Regions from separate parts of the Zea mays genome. Here region 1 is linked to region 2. Evidence: chromatin contacts called from public Hi-C data. All regions are on one chromosome and are shown on one strand. The core of a region is the stretch at or near the end of the contact, and the rest is flanking DNA. Distances in the headings are between cores, read along the strand shown. Region 1 holds the start of LOC103643382 (tubulin-folding cofactor D). Region 2 holds the start of LOC107546748.

Region 1 (4,866 bases), core at 559-3,058, 430 kb before region 2:
GCGATTAGGGATCCGACCCGATCAGGTGATCTGGTCGACCTAGTCATCCGACTAGTCGACGATTAGGTCCGATAAATCCTCGATCAGGTAGTGCTTAGCGACTAGGGTTTATATCCTGTAAAAGAATCGTTGGTTTTTTTTGGCGGGCGGCCCGTCTACAGGAGGCGCCGTCGTGAAATACCCTTGCACACGACGGTTTGTTTCCAATCTCCTTGATTGTTGGCGTCTTCATCTCCTTGCTTCTGCAGTTTTGCTTCTCTATCTCTAATCTCTTCTCCTGTCGTCGTTCTCTATCCTCCTAGCTCCTGGTTTTTTATCACCGGTGTCGGTGCACTGCGCAAGGTTCCTGCCTCCTGGTAAGTTGATCACCGGCGGCGCGGCTTTAGTGACAGTCGACGTATTAAAAAACCTCAGCCCAGTTGGTCTTCCTTGGCGTCAGCGGCCCCAGATCACCGGTGCACAACATGAGTTCATGATCTGGAGGTCGTATTCACTTCTGTCTTATGTATTGTGTTATGTCCTTCTATGTTTCTGACTCAGTTCATGTAGACAATAGAGATTCTGTTCATGTTGCCATCCTTGTTCATGTTGCCATCCTCTGAATCCTTATTCCTTTGATACATATAGAGTTTGGTTGTCGCCGTCATGATAATGTGTGCTATGTGGTATCTGGTAGTAACTAGTAAGTGTTTCTTTGATGTTTTCAGTTGGATATTTGGATGAACAAATATCTTCTCTCAATTTCTTAAATCAGTATTGCAGAATTCATGCCATGTTTACCCTATCCTTTATATATAGTTATATAATTATATACTATATAGTATATACATATGTCCTGGATCAACATGACGACTAATATACGACTAGGTCGACCAGAGGTCGATTAGTCGACCTAGTCGTCGACTAATCGAGATTAGTCGCCTGGTCGTTCCCCCGGTTCGACCAGCTGGTCGCTCGACCAGAAAACATAGGTGGTAATAGATCATTAGTCATAACTCTTACTCAGAACCATTTTTGTACCAGGGAAAGCAGAATGTGATTCCTAAATAACATATCATTCTAGGGCCTAGGATTGATTCATGTAAGTCATATGTATCTCAGCTCAGCCTTTGTTATCCTATATTAGCAAATAAATTGTGCATTCACAGATTAACATCAACCAAACAGTTTAAACTGCCACCTAGACAACTAAAAGGTTGCAAGAAATTGGACATGATGTCTTCAAATTCGGTTGTTGTGCATTTAGAATAAGACGCTAAAGCAGATAATATCCTTTAAAATAACCAAACAGAAGTCAATGTTGTTCTCAGAGCTACACGCTCCTCTCAACGGCAGGGAGCATTTGGAAATGGGGAGAGAAGAGTGCTTACGAGAAAGCGGACACTGTGGACATCGACGGATTGGACAACGCCGCCGCCGGCGACGATACGGCGGAGGATCGCGGAGACCAGCTCCCACTCATGGAGGAAGTACCTGCGCAGGAAGACCTCCTTGGAGTCGTGCTCATCGTCACCGACGGCAGTAGGATCAGCGAAGGCTTCGACATCAGCAGGGGATCCTGTGGGCTCAGATGGGGCCGTCGTGGCGGCGTTAGATACCCAAGCAGCGGGAGCAGCGGCGGTGGCTCCGGTTTCCTGCATAGCCGGAATTCAGGGGTTGTCCTCGACCATCTCTCGAGGGACTGGTGGTGTGCGCGGCTGCGCTACTTTGCTCGTGTTATCACTTTCCGTGTTTGCAGTCAGAAGGCGTCTTTTGGTATTCGCTTTGACACGCAGACTTCAGGGCGCCAGCCTTCTGCGAACTGTCTCTACCCTTGACGAAGGAAAAGGCAGCCTTCTCACCGTCGGACCCGGCGATGCAGCGGCACGTCGCCTCCGGCCGGCCGTCGGGCACGGACGGCTCCGACTTTTCTTACCGCATGGTCGTCGAATCCCGTAACCATCCACCGCCCACACCGCCAAAGCCACGCTTCCAACGCCTCTTTCATAACCTCGCAATTTTGCAGGGTACCAGAGGGTCGCCGAGGGCAGATCCCGCCTCGCGCGCCTCATCCTCGTGCAGGTGACGGCAAGCTTGCCTCCTGGATTCGCTCCTCCATCTCTTGCCGTCATTGGCGGTTATTGATCTGATGAGTGTTCGTGGTGGTTTGCTCCTCCAGGCGCTGCACCTAGTGGCCGGAGGCTTGCTTCTATTGCTGTCGTTGTCCAAGGGGGCGGCGGTGAACAAGTTCGCCGTGCTGTCCATGGCCGCGGGATTCCTGGCTATAGTGGTGGGGGAATTAGGTATTGCTGTGTTAACCTCAGCTCTGCTAGTTCCGTACTCCCTTATTTTTTCCACCAAAAAAGAACTAGGTCGACCTAGATCTTGAGCCTCGAGTGAAGAAAACCACAATAGGAGCTTACAACTTTTCATGTCCTATAAATTCAATAAAAGGATCCTTGGCACTGATAAGAAGAGGTGTCAATCTGTCAACTAGAATGTCTTGGGAAGTGAAATATGAAATTCTACATCAGTTGGCAATATTTCATTGACGGGCTTCTTGGTTGCTGATTAGTAAGATTGGAGAGGGAGGTTTTCAATACTCTTGCCATGGATTAAGCATTCTGCTGTAGTTTGCCAGAACAAGCAAGCTAGTTATACTATCATCTTGCTCTTTTTGTCGACATCATTTGTTTTTGCTGTAGAAGTGGATACCATTCTATTAGGATAAGCTGGTAGTCTTTAAAGCTTGAATTATGGGCTTTCCAAACCAACCATTAAATTCTATCAATCTCCACATATAAGCTTCAAATTTTCTCCAGATGCCTTTAGCATATGGGCTTTTAAAGAAAAAACACCCCCATTCATGTTTTACCCAAAGGATATCCTTTTTTCAATGCCATATCAATCATCCTTTGTCGGATTATTGATTAAATTATAGCTGAAGTTGTTATTTGGTTATTCACAGGGCGATTGCGGACCATGGCAGTGCTGCTTCGGCTTTACACAAGCTTGTCATCAATTGCGGTTGCATTCTCTGTGACGTGCATTATCCGGTCAGAGTTGTTCTTGAAGGTTTGGATTATGAAATTCAGAATGTCGCTGTTTTGCAAGTGATGAACGTGGAAATATATATCTTGCAAGTTTATTAATTTTCTGCCTCTTGATGCTATTCAATTAAAACCTTATTTGTTTTTAAATGAAACAACCTGTCTCATTAAGATCGTTACTTCATTTAGATTGCAGCTTAAGCAACAATTATATAATGTTATTGTTCGTGGTCCTTCCAATGGAGTTAGTTAATGACTTACCAGAATTGTGATCATTCTCAAGAGTCAAGATGGTCATTGGGTAGTGCAATTGTGATTTGTGAACTAACCAAACATGCAGTAGAAATTTTGCAGATAGTACCCTTTTGTAGAACCTTTAGAGGTAGATAACCCCAAGTTGAAGTCCCAACTTGGAATACATTTGCAAGAATGAGGCACAAAAGTAATAACCTTCAGCCTGCATGGGTAGTGGGTAGTGTACTAGTGTACTAGTGTATGATAGATACTAAGTTCAATGCAACATGGGTTTGGCTTGATGTGAATCTTCTTAAACTAGGGGTGCCCAGGGCTATTTAGCATGTTTGTTTTTAAGATCCTGTTTGGTTCCTATAGGTTTTTAGAATCTGGATAAAAAAACTAGTGTTTTTCATTGTATTCTTTATCTGCATGTTAAAATCCACTAGAATCTGTCTGTTTCGATGAGACTCTAGGATTTTGAGATTTTTTTAATCCAGATTCTAAAGATCCCCTAGGAACCAAACGGGCCTAAGTTAGATGTAAATGTAAGAGTTGTCCATGACTTCATTGAATTTTGGACCTGGCTCTGCTGAATAAACTAATTGAGCATTAATTGGCGGCTTCATTTTGTTGGCATAACACTCACCAACAAAAAAAATTGGTTCGGGTATCAAATCAGCACAAAAGAGAAGGCTTGAATGTGTTGTTAGTGAGTCCATGTTACCAAAACTATGTCACCAGATATAAGGCTGACAAATTAAGGGCCAACTTCATCTTTGGGATAATCAAGCTGAGGAAGCTGGATTCTCCACATTGAGTATGGATAGAGCATCAACATCACATTAGATTTGACAAGTTGATGTGTTTTGGTCCATCTGGGAGCTGTGCATAGGGGAGAATAGAGCAACAGAGAGGATTGTGGGAGAGAACACAGAGATTATGGTGGACGAACAAAGGGTCGTATTCCTTTGTCGGTTGCTCTGGCGTGAGACTTCGCCAGGGCGCTGAAGGAATTGTCCCTCTAGAATTCTTATTTCTTCGGTGTTCTCTCTATTACATCCTATAACACTTATATAGATGTATGCGCCCTTGACTCAATTAGAAAGGCAACTAACCAATCTAAACAAACTAGAAAACAACAAACTGACTCCTAAACAAACTATTTGAGGATATCTCTGTTTCTAAACTTATATGATTGCCAAATCTTAGCTGCTTCTAATACTAGTTCCTTCTTGGTTTGGTTGTGCTGCCTGGTTGTGCCTTTTCTGTTATTGACGGCCATAGAAAGAGTCTATAACATTTCTCTCCACCCCAACAAACAACTTGTCCGTGAGTTGTACATCTGGAGATCTTCGCTTAAATTATTCTAATTGTTTCTATAAGGAATCTATAGATGACCTACCTAGCCAATGCACCAAAACTTCTCAGACTCCACGATTCAATTGAGCTTTAACCAAAACTTCTCAGGCATGCACATCAGGAACATCCGGCTGAAGAACCATCCCCTCGAGCAAGTCACAAAGGTCCATGAGATTAGCAAGGGCTGTAACAGAAATAGCCACCCTCAGATCAGCCAACCACTTGAGATCAGGCAAGGCGT
Region 2 (4,986 bases), core at 1,683-4,182:
ATCTATAGAGTCTAATGGCCTGCCCTATTTAATTAAAAAAAACGTAATGGTTTTTTTGTCCTCTTCTTTTCTTTTGGCATAATGAGCTTACACGCACCTTTATTCTTCCGTTCGCTTTATTAAAGCTCCGGCTCTCCTAATCACGAAATTTCCTATGCCCAAGCTAAAAGGTAACGCTTGCCATTATATACCCTGACGCCGCCCGCTCATGAAAGATACGGCTAACAGACCCCCCAACCCGTTTGTCTTTGCTGGCTAATTTCATGCCGACCAGTCAAAGAAGAAAAATGCCAAAAACTATGCGGTGGTTTTAGCAGTCTACCCTACTTGCCGAGTAAAGGCAGAATGAGCTTTCAATTTCGAGCAAAAACAGCTAGACACAAGAATTGGCAAAACAAACTCATGTAGCATCTAGAAGCCATCCTAACACACACGCAACTATTTGGAGTTTCAGACGAACAAATAAGGGACGCACGCGTGATGCAACCTTCTCAATATATAGTAGGGGTGTGGTCATATGGGCAAATAATTCGTGTGTTGATATGTAGCATTGAGATGAATTAATAGTATAGAATACGTTCAATCTACAAACACATGACACGCATTGATTTGACGGTACTTATTCAGTCTATCAGATGTAGAGAGTACAAAGTTGTCATTGCATGCAGGCTAAATTTTAGCCTATCAGATGGTTGCAATATCTCCTTCTTCACGTCATAAACAGATGCCACGTAGTAGCACGGAATGAATGACGACCCACAACGACGACCTCAAGTACTACTAAACAGGTGTACTCGATCGCCATAAAATACCACGCTTGGGTTTAATTGGGGTTCTCTTGGGTAGGTGAGGATCAGATTCAGTGTCCTTTTCTCTGTCCGAGAAATGGATTTCGGATCCAATTTAATTAAAATTCCAGAGCCCAGAAGAGAGGAGGGGCCGTTGATTTGAAACCGACACATCGAATACTTACTCACACGCACGCATGTGCTTGCCGTCCATGGCGGATTAGTGGGAAAAGGCCTGTCAGGTTGTGTGCGCTCATTGCGTGCTGGCGGCGCTTTAGCTCGCGGCGAGATTTCCGGAAACCTTCTCCGAACACCCAGGTGGTCACTGGCCTGGCCTTGGACTTTCGACTCCGCCACGCCAGCTGCTGCGCGCATTGCGGCTGATTCAATTCAAGACGACGGAGCCGCTGGTAGGTTGGTTCGTTTGGTTGGCAGGTACTAGTTCGTGCTTGGTTAGAGGAAGCAAGGGGAAGGAACAGCTAGCTGTGATTTTGTTGATTCAGCAACTGCGATTAGACAGAGAAGAAACAATTATCTCGTGACTGTTTCCAAGTGATATATTTACGTACTGTTAAAAAAAAGCTAGCTCGACACGGACATATCACATATATAAGAATGTTACTAGTACATGCTGCTACGGATATTACAATGGAATATGCTCGGAAAGGTGGACAACAACCGAGCTGTCCTTGCACGACGAATTTTCCATCAACGTAAACTACTTACAGTCTATTGGAGTAGTAATTATTATTATGTGTGGACCCTGCTGGCGCGTGTTAACTGCTCACGAATTTGCTCTGGTGAAATGGCACGTCGCTCGGAAAGCTTGACGGGAAAGCGAGTCTCGGCTGGCTATAGTGCTAGTCTAGCTCATCGAATCAGATGCGCTGCTGGTGTTGGTGTTGACGCGTTTGTGAAGCATAATAATCGTTGCATATATTGCAAAAAAATAATACTCCCTCAATTCCAATTTATAATTCTCGTTTGAATGTGGTTTCGGATTTTTTTTTGAAAAAAAAATAAATAAGATGAGTCGGTTAAATATAGAGAAAAAAAGTCAAACAAATTATAATTTGAAACCGAAGGAGTAATAGTTTACAAGAATAGAGCTAGCACAAGTACTTCTGCAGAGCATGGTATTAGCAGAGTAAGTGTTGACGTATAAGGAAATGAAAAGAAAATAGAGAAAAGCTACATCATCATCCTCTCTAGATCTTTACACTTGATATCCACGATCATCACAAATTTTTCGCCATCGTCAACAGCTAGATGCATCGTCCTCCCACCCTGGCCCATGTCTCTCTCGCCACAGAGCTTCAAGCAGAAACGGGAGAGATCCGGAGAGGGAGGACGAGCCACACCAAAGGCTGGTTAATCAAGTAGTAAAACAAGCAGCAGCGACCGCCTCGACGGACGGACGGACGGACCGTGTCGTCAGGCGCGGAAGCAGCCAACGAAGCGCGGCAGGTGGAGGTGGTGCTGGTGCTGGTGCTGCGCGGCGGCGGCGGCGGCGCCGTCGAGGTCGACGAGGTGGTGGGCGCAGGCGCCGTGGAGGTCCCGGCCGATGAGGCGCTCGAGCTGGACGAAGCGGTCGACGCGGCAGGGGATGGCGAGGGCGCCCTGGTGCCGGAAGCCGTACTCGCGCTCGGCCTCCTCCAGCAGCGCGCCGAAGAGCGGGTGCTTGAGGTGGCCCAGCGGCACCGCGAACCGGCGCTGCTCCTCCCCCTCCAGGCCCACGCGCACCGTCACGCACCCCTTGGGCGCTGCTGCCGCCGCCGCCGCCGTTGCCGTTGCCGTCATGTGCTGCTGGTGCTTTCCGGGCATGACGGTCGCCAGATCGGTGGAGCTCTCGATCGGTGTCGCTTGCTTGGTTGGTCGCTGCTCGGTTGCAAGAAGAACAAGGGGAAGGGACGGACTCGAGGGGCTGGTGGTTAGAGGCAGGAAGAGAAGGGCCACGGGTCGGAGCTGGAGATGGCGAGGCGGAAGACGGTGAGGGGGGAGTCGCGTAGGGAGGTGGGCACGTTGGACATGGCCGCCTACTCCTCCACTAGTATGTCTCTTCGCAACAACGACGACGAAGACGATTCGGGTCTGCCTTGCCTTGTGTGGACTGGAGTCAGTCGGTTTGCTGTTTGTGAGGAGAGCTAGCTGCGGTGCCGAGCAAGGGAGGTTGGGACTTGGGAGGCTTTTATAGCCCCCCGCGCACGCCGCCAGGTGGGGTTGGTGTTCGGTTCCCAGTTCCCACCGCCGGGTCCCGTCCCGTGCGTGTTTGTGTCGTCCCGGGGGCGACGCAACGCTACTGGAAGGTGCCATATGCGTGTGCGCGGCGTGCGCCTGGCCGCCTGCGCGTTGTGTTTCTTCCCTTTCTTTAGGGATAAGCAACCAGTCCAAAGGGTGCGAGCGCGCTGGGTTCAGATAGCGCCGGTCAGGCTTATCATTTTTTTGTAGAACTTGGATGGGACGTTTTGGAGTTGGCTGGAACGCGTGGGGATGTTTGGAGTCATTTTCAAGTTCGCGCTTGTTCAGCTATTGCTGCTCGCCCTGTTCAGCTCCCTCTAGAGCCTCCGCTACACGAACACGACGACGATCAAGTTCGGCACGACGAGAGCACCATGCATGATTTTTACACCGTTGCCTCGCGTGAAGGTCGGTCGAACATGGATGCGTATGCGTGCCTGCTGGCGTACACGTTTGTCCTTGTCCATGCCTATATTTTACTACTATTCTTCCTCTTGATGTTTACGTACTATTTACTCCTACGTCTGTCTAGCTGACCAGAGACTCTCCCTCCCGACAAACTGGTTCGACTGTTGTCCAGCAGACAAAGACACAAAGTTATTGCCGTCTTCTCTGGAAAACAGATGGCATTTTTCCCCCTCTAGTTCAGCTAGCTAGTTGATTAGTTTCTCTCCATTTTTTTTTCTTATATTTGGGCAACTATATGAACATAATTTGTAACCGTAGTTTCGATGTGGTATTCAGAATGACGACATGCAATCCACCAGTGAGAAAAGAAAGTGGCCTCAGCTTAATTATTGCATGGTTACCGGACTCGGTCCTGCCTGCTTGGATGCCCACGCGCTAAACTTTAGCACCCCTTGTGCTATTGTGTGCTAAAGTTGAGCACTTCATATCTAATATAATATATTTTATCACCTCTTACTCTTAGGGGGTGTTTGGTTCTGTGGACTAAAGTTTAGCCCGGATCACATCAAGCGTTTGACTTTCAAGTAGGAGTATGAAATATAGACCCAACCAACTGTACTAGATTCGTCTCACTTTTTAATCTTCGGCTGAGAAATTAGTTTTATAATCCGACTACATTTAATACCCCGAACGGAGGTTCAAACATTCGATGTGATAGTGGCTAAATTTTAGCAGGGGCAAACCAAACACCCCCTTAGTATCCGTCGTGTTTGCGCTTGTTTGAAAAAAAAATCCTATCAGTACATCATATTTTTTTTGTGTCGTCGTTCATGATAGTAAAATTCTAATAGACCTGACGATTGGTAGTGTGTTTTGTCGATGGCACGCCGACAAGCAGATTGATAGTCCAACAATAGAAGTTATCTACCGATAGGGGAGAAAAAAAATGAAATTTTCTATTCCTTTTTGTTATATCGGAATTTGTCCTGATTTAAAATGTCGTTGTTTTTGCATTTTTTTCTGTCGGTTTCTGATTCCCAGTAGTGGTTGGACCTTGACCCGCATCGCACCCAGTGGATCAATACACAACCCCCACATGTAACACGGCCGTCGGGAATAATCAAAGGCGCGCACCGAAGGACGGACGACCACGCCCACAGCCCCAGCCCCGGCCCCGGCCCCGCCGCGCGTTGACATGGCCTGCGTTTCCCTCGCGGTTCGCGAACCGCGATGTGGCCGGCTGTCGCGCACGCCGGGCGTGAAAATTCTTTGGAAGAGACGGGTACGGCCGGAGTCGCACGGCGCGCGGGTCGCGGAAGAATCGGTCCATCTGGCGTCTCCCCTCCCGGCGTCTCGGCGCGGGGCGCGCTGGGGAGGCGGGGCCCGAGCCACGCGCCGACCTACGCCGCCTTTTGGGCCACTCGATGCGTCATGACTGAGCCCTTGGACTCCTGGAGGCTACTTGTTGCGTGGTTCTTGGACCCGGGCTACGAGAGCCTGTACAGGATGCGCATTTGCCTGCACAACTACAGGCAGGCCGGGCGGGGGCCGG

The links. Hi-C and Micro-C count contacts between places; a contact is called where the count stands out from the background.
Region 1: a contact with region 2 is called in a Hi-C map of bundle sheath, with 3 times the contacts expected there. The contact joins the promoter of LOC103643382 here to the promoter of LOC107546748 in region 2. A contact is called at or near these places in 3 of 25 Hi-C or Micro-C datasets (bundle sheath, ear and leaf mesophyll).

Annotation. Positions count from the first base shown.
Region 1 is chr1:230,324,395-230,329,260 of Zm-B73-REFERENCE-NAM-5.0, reverse strand. LOC103643382 (tubulin-folding cofactor D) reads right to left here and starts at 1,808. Exons shown (of 5, transcript XR_004855486.1): 1 at 1,371-1,808. It overlaps LOC100276271, which reads left to right and starts at 1,748. Exons shown (of 6, transcript NM_001150101.1): 1 at 1,748-1,934; 2 at 2,006-2,061; 3 at 2,159-2,282; 4 at 2,948-3,054. The coding sequence starts at 1,856.
Region 2 is chr1:229,897,302-229,902,287 of Zm-B73-REFERENCE-NAM-5.0, reverse strand. LOC107546748 reads right to left here and starts at 2,932. Exons shown (of 1, transcript NM_001322423.1): 1 at 2,124-2,932. The coding sequence starts at 2,612. The coding sequence ends at 2,223.